2 separate regions of the Mus musculus genome follow, and region 1 is linked to region 2. The links are chromatin contacts, called in public Hi-C maps. All regions are on one chromosome and are shown on one strand. The core of a region is the stretch at or near the end of the contact, and the rest is flanking DNA. Distances in the headings are between cores, read along the strand shown.

The links. A called contact is a pair of places that touch in the nucleus more often than the background predicts.
Region 1: a contact with region 2 is called in a Hi-C map of the C2C12 cell line, with 2.2 times the contacts expected there. The contact joins two enhancer-like sites. A contact is called at or near these places in 3 of 39 promoter capture datasets (liver, pre-B cells and second pharyngeal arch cranial neural crest) and 2 of 484 Hi-C or Micro-C datasets (the C2C12 cell line and Sertoli cells).

Annotation. Positions count from the first base shown.
Region 1 is chr17:62,605,035-62,610,364 of GRCm38.p6, reverse strand. It overlaps Efna5 (ephrin A5), which reads left to right. Exons shown (of 5, transcript NM_207654.2): 5 at 2,902-5,330. The coding sequence ends at 3,023. Among named protein-coding and RNA genes, the nearest start is that of Gm25800, 150 kb to the right of the region's middle. Within about 2 kb of position 2,889, at least 50 of the 459 cell types and tissues checked have an H3K27ac peak or open chromatin away from gene starts, as enhancers often do. A contact at or near this core is called in the C2C12 cell line, where this site is marked.
Region 2 is chr17:62,501,689-62,506,918 of GRCm38.p6, reverse strand. No RefSeq gene overlaps it. Among named protein-coding and RNA genes, the nearest start is that of Gm25800, 47 kb to the right of the region's middle. Within about 2 kb of position 2,083, at least 32 of the 459 cell types and tissues checked have an H3K27ac peak or open chromatin away from gene starts, as enhancers often do. A contact at or near this core is called in the C2C12 cell line, where this site is marked.

The DNA of each region.
Region 1 (5,330 bases), core at 1,640-4,139, 100 kb before region 2:
CACTAGATGCACACACAGGCTTTAGGGACCCAGCGAGCCTGAAAGGGTCTACTGCATGTTCTCAGCAATGTGTTCTAATTCACCTGTCTGTGGAATGCATTTGTCTTTATTGTTTGCTTGCACACGCTGCCTGCCAGTTTCCTACCTTCAGGGATGCAGGATGATCTCAGGGCAGACATATGCCACATTACATGCTCCAAAATAGCATTAGTCTTCTCAGTTAGCCACCGAAACCCCTGTGTGGTGGAATCCTGTAACTAAGAGGCAAGACTCCATTTGGCTTCTAAAGAGGAACATTTTCTTCTGCCAAGCCACACTCACTATTACAAGTATTAATAATCTCTCATATGTAGGTTTAATTTTGATTAGGATAGATTTCTTTTTTTTTTTTTTTTTTTTTTTTTTACTTAGGAGTTTCAACTTAGAATTCTGAAATTTCCTCCCTAGTTATCCAAATGGTAGCCAGTTTCTTATTCAGTGTCAGGGGTAAGGGGTGTGGGTGACGATGGTGATGTATAGAGTGCCCCGTCAAGGACCTGTTTTAATCAAAGCATGCCTTGCAGACTCCCGACTCATGCGCATCATATTGTAGGGACAAGAGGGTTCTCTCACTTGAGGGAAACACAGGGGAGTATGATTCTCCTAGTAAGAAAACATACCCTTACTATGGTGTGTGTGGTAGGGGAATGTATTTGAGGCTAAAGTAATAACTGACAATACAGCTCTCAGAAATGCTAATTCCAAACATTATCTGTGATGCAAGGTTTGAAAGGTCCACTCAAACTTACGCTTCACTTAGAAGAAAAATTCAGTTATTCCGCAAAGTCCCTTCACTGTGCCTTGAGCTGAGTGACCCTGGGACAATGGATAGCCCTGGCTGAGCCACTGCAAGGGGTGGGAAGCAGTGAAGTCCTGCCCTGCATGCTTGCCCAGACTGCAGAAGTCTCGCTTGGGCATCTTCTTAACAGTACATTTCCAAGCCTCACAAGGAGAAAGATTGAGTGATGTATTATTGCAAAAAGGGTGGAGAAGAACCCCAGTAGGTGGTGTAATTTCAGGTGTATAAATATAAGTGATGTTTCAAAATGAGCTGTGGAATCCTCCGGGTTTATGGTTCTTTTATAATTAAGCCTGAAGTGCTCCATTGTTTTGATTGACACCATATTGGTGCTCTTAAGAATGTGATTTGGATTTTAATTTCAGGGCTATTAGGGGCCTTTACTTCTGCCTCCTGTTAACTACAGATTTAATTAATGCATTACCAAGGCTGAAAAAAGAGCAGAGAAAGGATGAGGGCCCACACGTACTCGGCTACGCTGGGCGGGATTTACCTTCCTGTTCTTGCTCCCTAACCTTTTCTAGTCTCCTAAGCTAAAAGCAATCTCTCCGGGTTTGCTCACATCCAGGAAAGGAGAACAGATTAAACAAAGGGCTGCAGGGGCTCCTCCAGCAGGACCCACTGAAATGATAAGATCCTTCTGGGGCGGAAGACTTTAATTCTGAGAACGCATGTTTCTTAGTTCACATGGGATGTGAAGGGGATGAGCAGAAACTTCCAGAAAGTGTGAGCCAAAAAAGAGTTCCCTCTAAGGCATATAATAGACAGTATGGCACTCCCCAGTAAGGAAACATGCCCTTATTATGATGTGTGTGGTAGGTGAATATATATGAAGTTAAAGTAATGGACAATCTATTAAGAGGCACGGAGTAGCACTTAGTAACACTGATGGATGTTAGGGGATTATCTTGTAGGGTCTACATAATTGAGAACAAATAGTGGAGTCTCACTTGTTACTGCTCTCTCTATTCACCAGTCAGCAAATCCCACGTAGCAATTCTTGTCTTCCCACGGGAAGTCCCCCTGATGCCGAAATGAAATCTGCTCAGAGGCCAATCGTCAGCTCCTGAAACATGTCCAGAGGTCATCTAGGCTAAAAGCATAAGCTAGGCCAGATGGGAGGAAGGAGATGGGCCACATCAGAGAATCGTACGGCTCATGGGCAGGCCTCCAATCTATCTTTGGGCACTAATTACTGCAAAGTTCCCATTTCAAAGTTAAGCCTGTTAATCATGCAGATCAGGGAGGCGATCCAGAGTCAGAGGCAGCCTCGTAGAACACTTTATAGCTAAATAAAAGAAGCTTAACTCACTTAATCCATTTTATTTAGAGGAAAATTTGCATCCACACTGATAATTTATGTGCCAAGCCTCAGCCTGATAAAAATAAGAATAGTCAAGTTCAAGTAATTTAATCTGGGAGATGCAGGGCCTGTAATGGAAATAGTACCATAATTGATTCCTAATTGTAGGCAGCCCAGTGGGTATGGGATTTCTGAAGTTTCCTGGGTATTATATATAGTTTATTTAAAATACTGTTGTTGTCTTGGCATTTAATTTTTTTTTTCACATTTGAAAATACACGTAGGCACCAAGCAAGCAAACATTCAACACTAATCCTGTGAAATGCCTAAAAGAAAGAGAATGAGCAGCCAGGTCTGGTTAACCACTAATATGCCCACATAACTCTTCCCCGTCCCTTCCAGCGTGTTACTTCCGCCCGTAGTACTTCAGGCTTAAAGATGCTTCCCCCCAGTTTGTGCAAAGTGCATCTGCCCAGTAGCCCATCCGAGTAGCTTCTGCAGCGAATATTATACTGTATGCACAGTTTCCCCCTTGGCTTCAAGGCAGAGTATAAATATTGTGAAGGAAGTCCAATTTCCCCTGCCTCTCCTTTGTTTGCTGTAAATAATGAGTGATTATGCAGACATGAAAGTCAATGGTGGCACAGGGTTCATTACCCTACTTTGCAGAGGGTGGCGAGGTCTGTTAACAGCAGGCTGCTGCAGGAGAGTTATTAAGGATGTGAAATCTCATTGGAATGTGTGCTTTCTATTTGAACAGATGACACCGTACATGAGTCAGCCGAGCCATCCCGCGGTGAGAACGCGGCGCAGACACCAAGGATACCCAGCCGCCTTTTGGCAATCCTACTGTTCCTCCTGGCGATGCTTTTGACATTATAGCACAGTCTCCTCCCGTCGCCTGTCACAGAAAATGTCAGGGTCTTGGAACACCAGAGATCCACCTAACTGCTCATCCCAAGAAGGGACTTGTTATTGGTTTTTGGCAGATGTCAGATTTTTGTTTTCTTTCCTTCAGCCTGATTTCTAAGCAACAACTTGGGGTTGTTGGGTGGGTGGGGGGGGGGTAAACCAGTTGCTGCCTCCTTCACCCCACCCTACCCCTAAGCCCTTGCCCTTGACTCCTCTCATCCCCTTCCCAATCAAACGGAGTCCAGATAAAAATGCCAGATTGTCAGAGTGACAGCAGCAGGTCTTGGCCTCCTGTGCGTTTTCTAGAGCTCACCTCCTTAGGTTCAGGGTATCCACCATATGCACACAAGAAAGAATGGCGGCAGATGCTGCCTGCAATGTCCAGGCCTGAGAGGGGTGCCCTCTCCTATACAATACTTATGCCTTCACGGTCAGGACAGTAAGGTGATTGTGTGGAGCTTGGTGTTGGCCTGTCGAGTCCAGAGGGGGCGGAGTTAAGAATAGGCCTAATACTATCCCACATCCTCTAGGAGTGTGGAAGTGAGCAGGCTTTGCAAAGGTTCAGATACTAGTTTTTATTTCATCAAATGGGACTGTCTTAAAGCATTTTTTTTTTTTTTTTTTTTTTTTGCCAGCAAAACTTGGGCTGTGTTGAAGAAGCCTTTTCTCCCAGGAGGAAGGTTGGATGATGCAGGGATGCTAATAAGAGGAAGTGTGGATATTGAGAAAATGATCTGTTGCTGGAGGTGTGAGTGCCTCTAACTTTTTAGGACCGGGCAGTGCACACCTGAGGGTTTCTTTTCTTTTCTTTTTTTTTTTAAATCTTTGAATACAGTTCACCATGGTGCTACAACTTTTTTTTTCTTTTTAGGACTTCAAAGAGGCATTTTTATGAATAAAGTGACCTTCCCCAAGGCTGCCAAGCCAGGGTTGATGAGTAGAGAGTGGAATAGCTTTGGCTACTCCTCTGGGGACAATATGTACAAGGAAAGAGAGTCTGACCAGAGGAGATGCAATTTGGCTTTGCTGGAGCTCCAGTGTGCTGTGGCCTTTCCCCAATTCCCACCCCGATACCCACGTTCTGCTCCTTGCTCCGTGACCACAGGGGACTCAGACACAGACCCCTATCACCAGGAGAGTCAGTCAGCACTACTTGGGAGGGCTAAAGGGAAATTTGGAATACAAATTCCAAATTTTGGAATAAGAAATTCAAGTGTTGATGTTCTATCCTTTCCCTTTCTGACACAGCCTAAAGCGTAGGGGGAAACGCGTGTTTATCTGTGGGAGATAAACAAGATGGAGTCCCAAAGACTTTGACAAAATATTTTTTTAAAAATCCACTAGAATAGAAAATACATTATTTAGATATACTTTATGCTGAGAGTGAGTATATATGCTTGTCCTATTTAAACTTGTGAGAAAAAGTGGTATCCCTTGGTACATTTAGAAACACAGGGGGTTATCTTGTTTCATAGTGGGGTTTGGGGCAGAAGAATGAACATGGGATGACCCTGTTGAAAGAAACTTAGCATGGCCGAGGGGTTGGTTCCAGCTGATTGCCAGGAAACACAAGCAGTGGGGGTCTCCTTGTGGGGTGTCGGGAGCTTTAAACCCCAAAGCCAAGCGAGACAGGGAATAGTGTCAGACCAATGGAAAAGTGATCTAGCCTATTTTTGCTATTGCACGACATCAATAGAAACCATGCCTTTGTAAACAAGCAAGTCAGTAAATGCAATGATCATGTAATGTGGAAAATTGAAAGCATTCCAGTTTAAAAAATATGGAATTTTTTATATATTCGTTTTTAAGATGTATATGTAAAAAAAAGAGTTCACATTATAGATGGACTTCATGGATCGGAAATTGCTTAGAATTTCGAGTGGTTTCAAATTAGAAAAATATGTGAGTGGAAGGCAGCTGTGAACGAACTGCACCCTAGAGAGTTGTACGCACGTTGGAATGTAAGCTGGGCTTACTTACCTGGTCCCTTTGGAGTGGAGGCAACTGGAGTCTGCTCTCACCTGAACCATGTGACCGGAGTCGCCAGCCTCAAAGATATAGTTAGTCCTCTCCCCTCTTCTCCCAACATCTGAGACTTCTCTGGAGTAGCAGAGTCTCATCACAGAAGGCACCCAACATTTCCACTGAAACAGAACTTCAAAGCATTGGATTTCTTTGCCTTTATTTATGCGCTCGACACTCTCAGTGATATCCAGATGTATTCTTTTTATTAATAGTTACAGGTTTGTGGGTTAGTGGGATTTCAGTAAAGGGACA
Region 2 (5,230 bases), core at 834-3,333:
AGAAGGGTGTACGTTAGGGGAGGGGAGAATGGGGCTTTGAGAAGGGGTGCAGGAGATAAAATAGGCAGAAAGGAGAGACAAACCCTCTAGAAGACAGGGCAGAGGTAAATCCCCAATCAGGAAGCATTGTGGTATAGGACAGTGGCTCTCAGCCTGAGGGTTGCAATCCCCCTGGCAAACCTGTGTCTCCAAAACTATTTACATTACAATTCATAACAGTACCAAAATTATAGCTCTGAAGCAGCAACAAAACAATTTCATGGTTGTGGATCACCGTACCGTGAGGGTCATAGCATTAGGAAGGCCTAGAACCATTGGCCTATGGGAAGTAAGGCAATGACACCCACCAAGGCATAGATAATTGTGCTACTGTTATGAACTGCAATGCAAATATCTGTGTTTTCCGATGGTCTTAGGTCACCCCTGTGAGAGGGTCAGTCTACCCTAAAGGGGTCATGACCCACAGATTGAGAGCCACCACACGGAGCCTAACTACAAAAGTAGGCTGGAAGCGAGTCTGCAGAGGGAGAGAGCTGAGTAGTCGAAACTTTGTAAGGCACTGTAAGGACTCTGAACTGTGTTCTAGGTTCAAGGAAGGGATCTGAGAAGAGCCAGTGGCGTGTGGTTTCGCTCAGAAAGGTCTCCTTGGCGCCACATAATGAATAGGAAGGAAAAGACACAAAGGTGCTGTATACTGAGGATGCCAGGCAAGACAAGAGACAGTAACTTCAAAGAGAGTGATGGGAAAGATGGGTATATTGTTTCTTACACTTTGTCTTGTTTATTAATTCCTTCATTTCTTCACTGGATTGACACCCAGTGCTGGAAATCCTAAGTGTGTACCACCACACTGAGATTTTCGTATTTTAATTTTCTGAAAACTTATCTTCACATATGAATATTCAGGTGGGGTCTATTATTTTCTTTCTGTTTTTTGTTTTTCAATCTAGCTTGTATTTTAGGACATGTTAGATAAAAATTTCTGTGTGCCTCTGTAGAGAAAAAAAAAAAGAGATGGGAAGGCTTGCTGTGGGAGGAATTGGGAAAAAAGGAAGTCTTTGAAGATCACAGTTGGAGTTACATGATTCCCTTGTTATGTTCTCTTACTGGCTCTCTGCCCATGGAGTCCTTCCTCTCTCACACCGTTGCCTGGTTCTTTTAAGTGCTATACGGTGGTACCAGCAAGTCTGGACTGCCAGGTGTGTTGGCCCAGGCAGAGGACGCTGGTTAAAGGTTAGTCCTTTGCAGGGCTTTAGTACTTCTTCCTCTTCAGGGCTCCTATTGGTTAGAGTTTCTGCCTGGCACCCTGTTCCTGTGGCCAACTCTGCTCAGAACCTGAGGGAATCCATTCACCATCTCTGAGGTCTTTGGTGCAGCATACTTCTTGGGATCTCAGCTCTTTTCCGTGTGTGTGTGTCTGTAAGCGTGTGCATGCATGCTTGAAATTCTTGCTTGAGTTGCCACTTCCTCTAAAAATTCAGAATTCTGTGCAGGGACCCACTTCCACACATTTGCTTTTCTAGGCTATTCTCTTTTGTATGCTTAGAGACTCATAGACATCTTTCCCCAGGTTCTGGAATTTCAAAATAGTTCATTATAGATACCTTTTCCTTTTCTAAATCTGCTTTGTTAAAGAACAGGGGTGGGGAGTCGGTGAGGTAGTGGGTGAGGGAGAGAGAATAAGATATGAAGTTTAGTTTTCCTTAGAGCCTCCTCCAGTGTCTCCACCTCAGTCCCTTTATAGGGTGCTGTAATAGGTGATAATGTGCTAAAAGCAGTGTCTGTTAGGATCCAGGAAGTCCTCATTGTCTTCAATTATAATCGTTAAGATTCTAAACCCCCCAGACACATTTAAAGCTGAAATCTAAGCCTCTGTCTGGGACCGCTCTTCAATCATATTTATTTTCTGGTGAGAGTAATATTTTTCTTTGGCAGATAGTTTTTCAAACTAGAGCTACGCAATGCTAGCCCTGGAAGTAACTTCAAGAGATGATTTTACATTCTTAACTCTATTGTTGAGAAGCCCCGTGGGGTGAGTCAGACCTACTGGCCTGAGTCATCTGGTGATTTAGTAGTGATCACTAGAACCTTTCTGTTAAAGGCCATGGTTTTCATGACCCTCTACTTCTCTGCTGGAAGTCACACACCGGGACGAAGACACTGTGTGCTCATTGCTCCTGTCAATCATTCAACAAATATTATTGAACACCTACGTAAGGAATGTGAGGTGCTGGCACATGACTAATCCATATAAACAGCATGATTGAGATGCAAGCTGGGTATTCATTTCTGTTCACCTCTTCTAGTATTCAAGTCCTTTTCCTAGGAACTGAATAAAGGAAAAAAAAAAAAACAAAAACAAAACAAGGAAACAAAATTAGTTCCTGGGTTGTTTATGTAAATGTTTTGCTATGAGAAGAGACAGGTTAAGCTTTTTTTTTTTTTTTTTTTTTTTTAAAGATTGGAATTAAGGCTACGATTAGAATGTGTTGGATGCAAAGTTTGAGGAGTTTAGATTTAGCAATAAATTGCCCAGATGTTAATTTTCTCTAAACACTCTTATTAGTCTGTGTGCTCCTTTGTTTCACAGTTAGCTTATCAGTGTAGCTTGAAAACGATAGTCACTGTGGGTACCGTCGTCGGAAACTGCAAATGAACCTCACTGGGGCCACTAGAAAGAGAGTTGATCTCTCAGCAGTCTCTTCCTTCCTTCCAACCCCTTAGGTTTAGCTTTCGGTGGCCATTTTTTAAATAGCAAGTCTCTGAGATAACAGAGTTTGGCAGGTATCGCGAAGGCAGGAGAGATAGCACCAAGACCGTAAGCCCGGGTCAAATGAATCTTCATCCATCTGGAGATAAGAATCAGGATGGGGTGTTGAAAGGGCCCGAGTCAGGAGTCAGACTGCTTTGACATCACTGTTGACCCCCAGGCTGCTATCTACCCCAAGGACCCACTTCACTCACCTTTAAAACACAGATGGAACTTCTGCCCTGCCCATAGCACAGTGTTCTGATCAAATGAGATCAATGCAAAAGCTTTGGGTCCTGGAAACCCCTGGGAAATGAAAGCAGTCTTCTTCCAAACATACAGACCTTTTCCAGGAACAAGTATTTACTCTGACAGATTAGCATTTTACTCCCTTTCTGTGTGTTGGGACTTTGTTGAAAGCGTTGTCCTTGACACTTGCAGGAGATGGGTTCGTGGCTGGTGGAAGGAACTGGAACGGCTTCTCCTGTCCCTTCATTAGCTCCAGGCACAGGACTGAATTGTTTTACGGAATCTCAGTTTGATTGACATGCGGGAGCAGCAGTTTTAGCACGCCCACCAGAGACCTCCTGTTCCCAAGGAATCATGGGAGTACTATTCCGTCAACCCAAGATGCGGTTTTTCTGAGCGGTGTCTGCAATGTTGCCTCGTGCTGACCAATACCAACCTGTGTTACACTGATACCGACACCGGTTACATTTGTGTCTTGCGGGTACTGAATGCTCTGTCGTGTGGTGGCAGAACCAAGTAAAGTGTCTTTCTCAACGCCAATTCATCCCTGATTCATTGGACACGTACTTGTTGAGTTGGCACTAGGCTAGGAACTGGAACTAGAAGCCAATGTGCCAGGGACAATCAAGGTCACGGAATGATTACACCTCATCGTGGTCAAGCTGTGCCTGTCCGTAGTTAAAGCTATTCTGGTTCTTTTCATAGTCATGATCTCCTTTCCTGGCAACAGCAGAAATCTGGTCTCAGAGACAGCACAGCTGGAAGACAGTGGCTGCTTTGGGGAAATACTTTCACCCTCATTGCACTCTGACTCTTTTCTTTCTATTCATTCTTGGAGAATTTTGCACACATAGTCTTCCTTCCTCTCACTTCTCTTAGATCTACCCTTGGTTCCCTGCCCACCTAACTTTGTATTTTCTCTCTTTTACCCCCACCCCCCCCCCTTCCACCAGCCATCAAGTTCAATTTTGTGCTGCCCATATATTTTTGGGTGTGTGACCTCCTCCTGACTGACTTAGCATGACTTGCTGTTCCTTTTCAGCAGCTCTCACTTCGCAATACCTCCCCAGCTAGCGTGGGACTCACGTCCACCTCCTGTCTCCATTCTGGCATTCGCACTGACTTAGAGATGCTTGAACGTGCTGCCACAGCTGATGTGACTTCATAAGTGCCTTGCTGTATTTACGGGATATGCTTTTCCTGTATCCATCCATCCACTGCCTCTGGCTCTCTCTCTGACCGCTCTTCTGCGATGATTCCCAAGCCTTGGGAGGAGGGGCTGCTACAGAGATAAACTATTTAAGGGTGATCATTCCATAGTCTGTATGCTCTGGGACTTTTATGAGCATTCTGTATCACAGAAGTGAGAAAGTAAGTTGGGGATTTTCTAATAGAAGGTAGGAGTTACTTATTTCAATACATTTGTTTGTCAACTCTTTAATTCACTGGACTACACTGAGAAACCTTGTCTAATTAATAACAAGAAAGACAGAAAGAAGAAAGAGAAAAAAAGGTTCAAAGATTTAAAGTTAATGTGTCTGAGACAGCTAGCCATGGAATCATCTTTTATTGTCTTGCTTTATGATGTCTACATTTGTAAGAATTCTGGAAAATTACCCTTTACATAAACTATATTATAATATTACAAATTTTAAAGTAACTGGGTGTAAAACTAGGAAGGATGGCTCTGTCTGGCTTGATTACCTAAGACGTCACAAAGTCGTTGAGGTCTTAGAGGACAAATCGAAAAATAGGTGAAGAGCTCACTTGTCCTGAAAGTGTTGTTGGACTCTGGGGAAATGGAATTTCCCTGATGCAAAGGTTCTTGGCTCAAGACTGCACTGCTAAACAGTCAGAGGTGCAGAGCTGGGGCCGAGGACCAAGTTTGATGTGGCTCTTTTCTATAGCTCTTGCTAACCCATTTGGTCTCTGTTAGAAGGAGAAGGACTAATAATGGACAAACTAAGGCCCCATGGATTCATATTTATGGTTTATGCTGTCATCCTTCGGTTTTAATTCAATCTTTAGAAATATACCCTCTTTCAAAGTAGCAACTGAAAAGCACCAAATTAGGATTATACAACTGTAAATTTGAGGTGACTATTTACCTCATTCTACAGCATGTGTTTATTCCGTGAAATCATTACAAATATGCTACTCAGTTTAAGAGGAGTGACCAAGGATGTTCATTCTTATTATTCAGGCTCTCTTTCTAGTCAATAATTCTCTCTC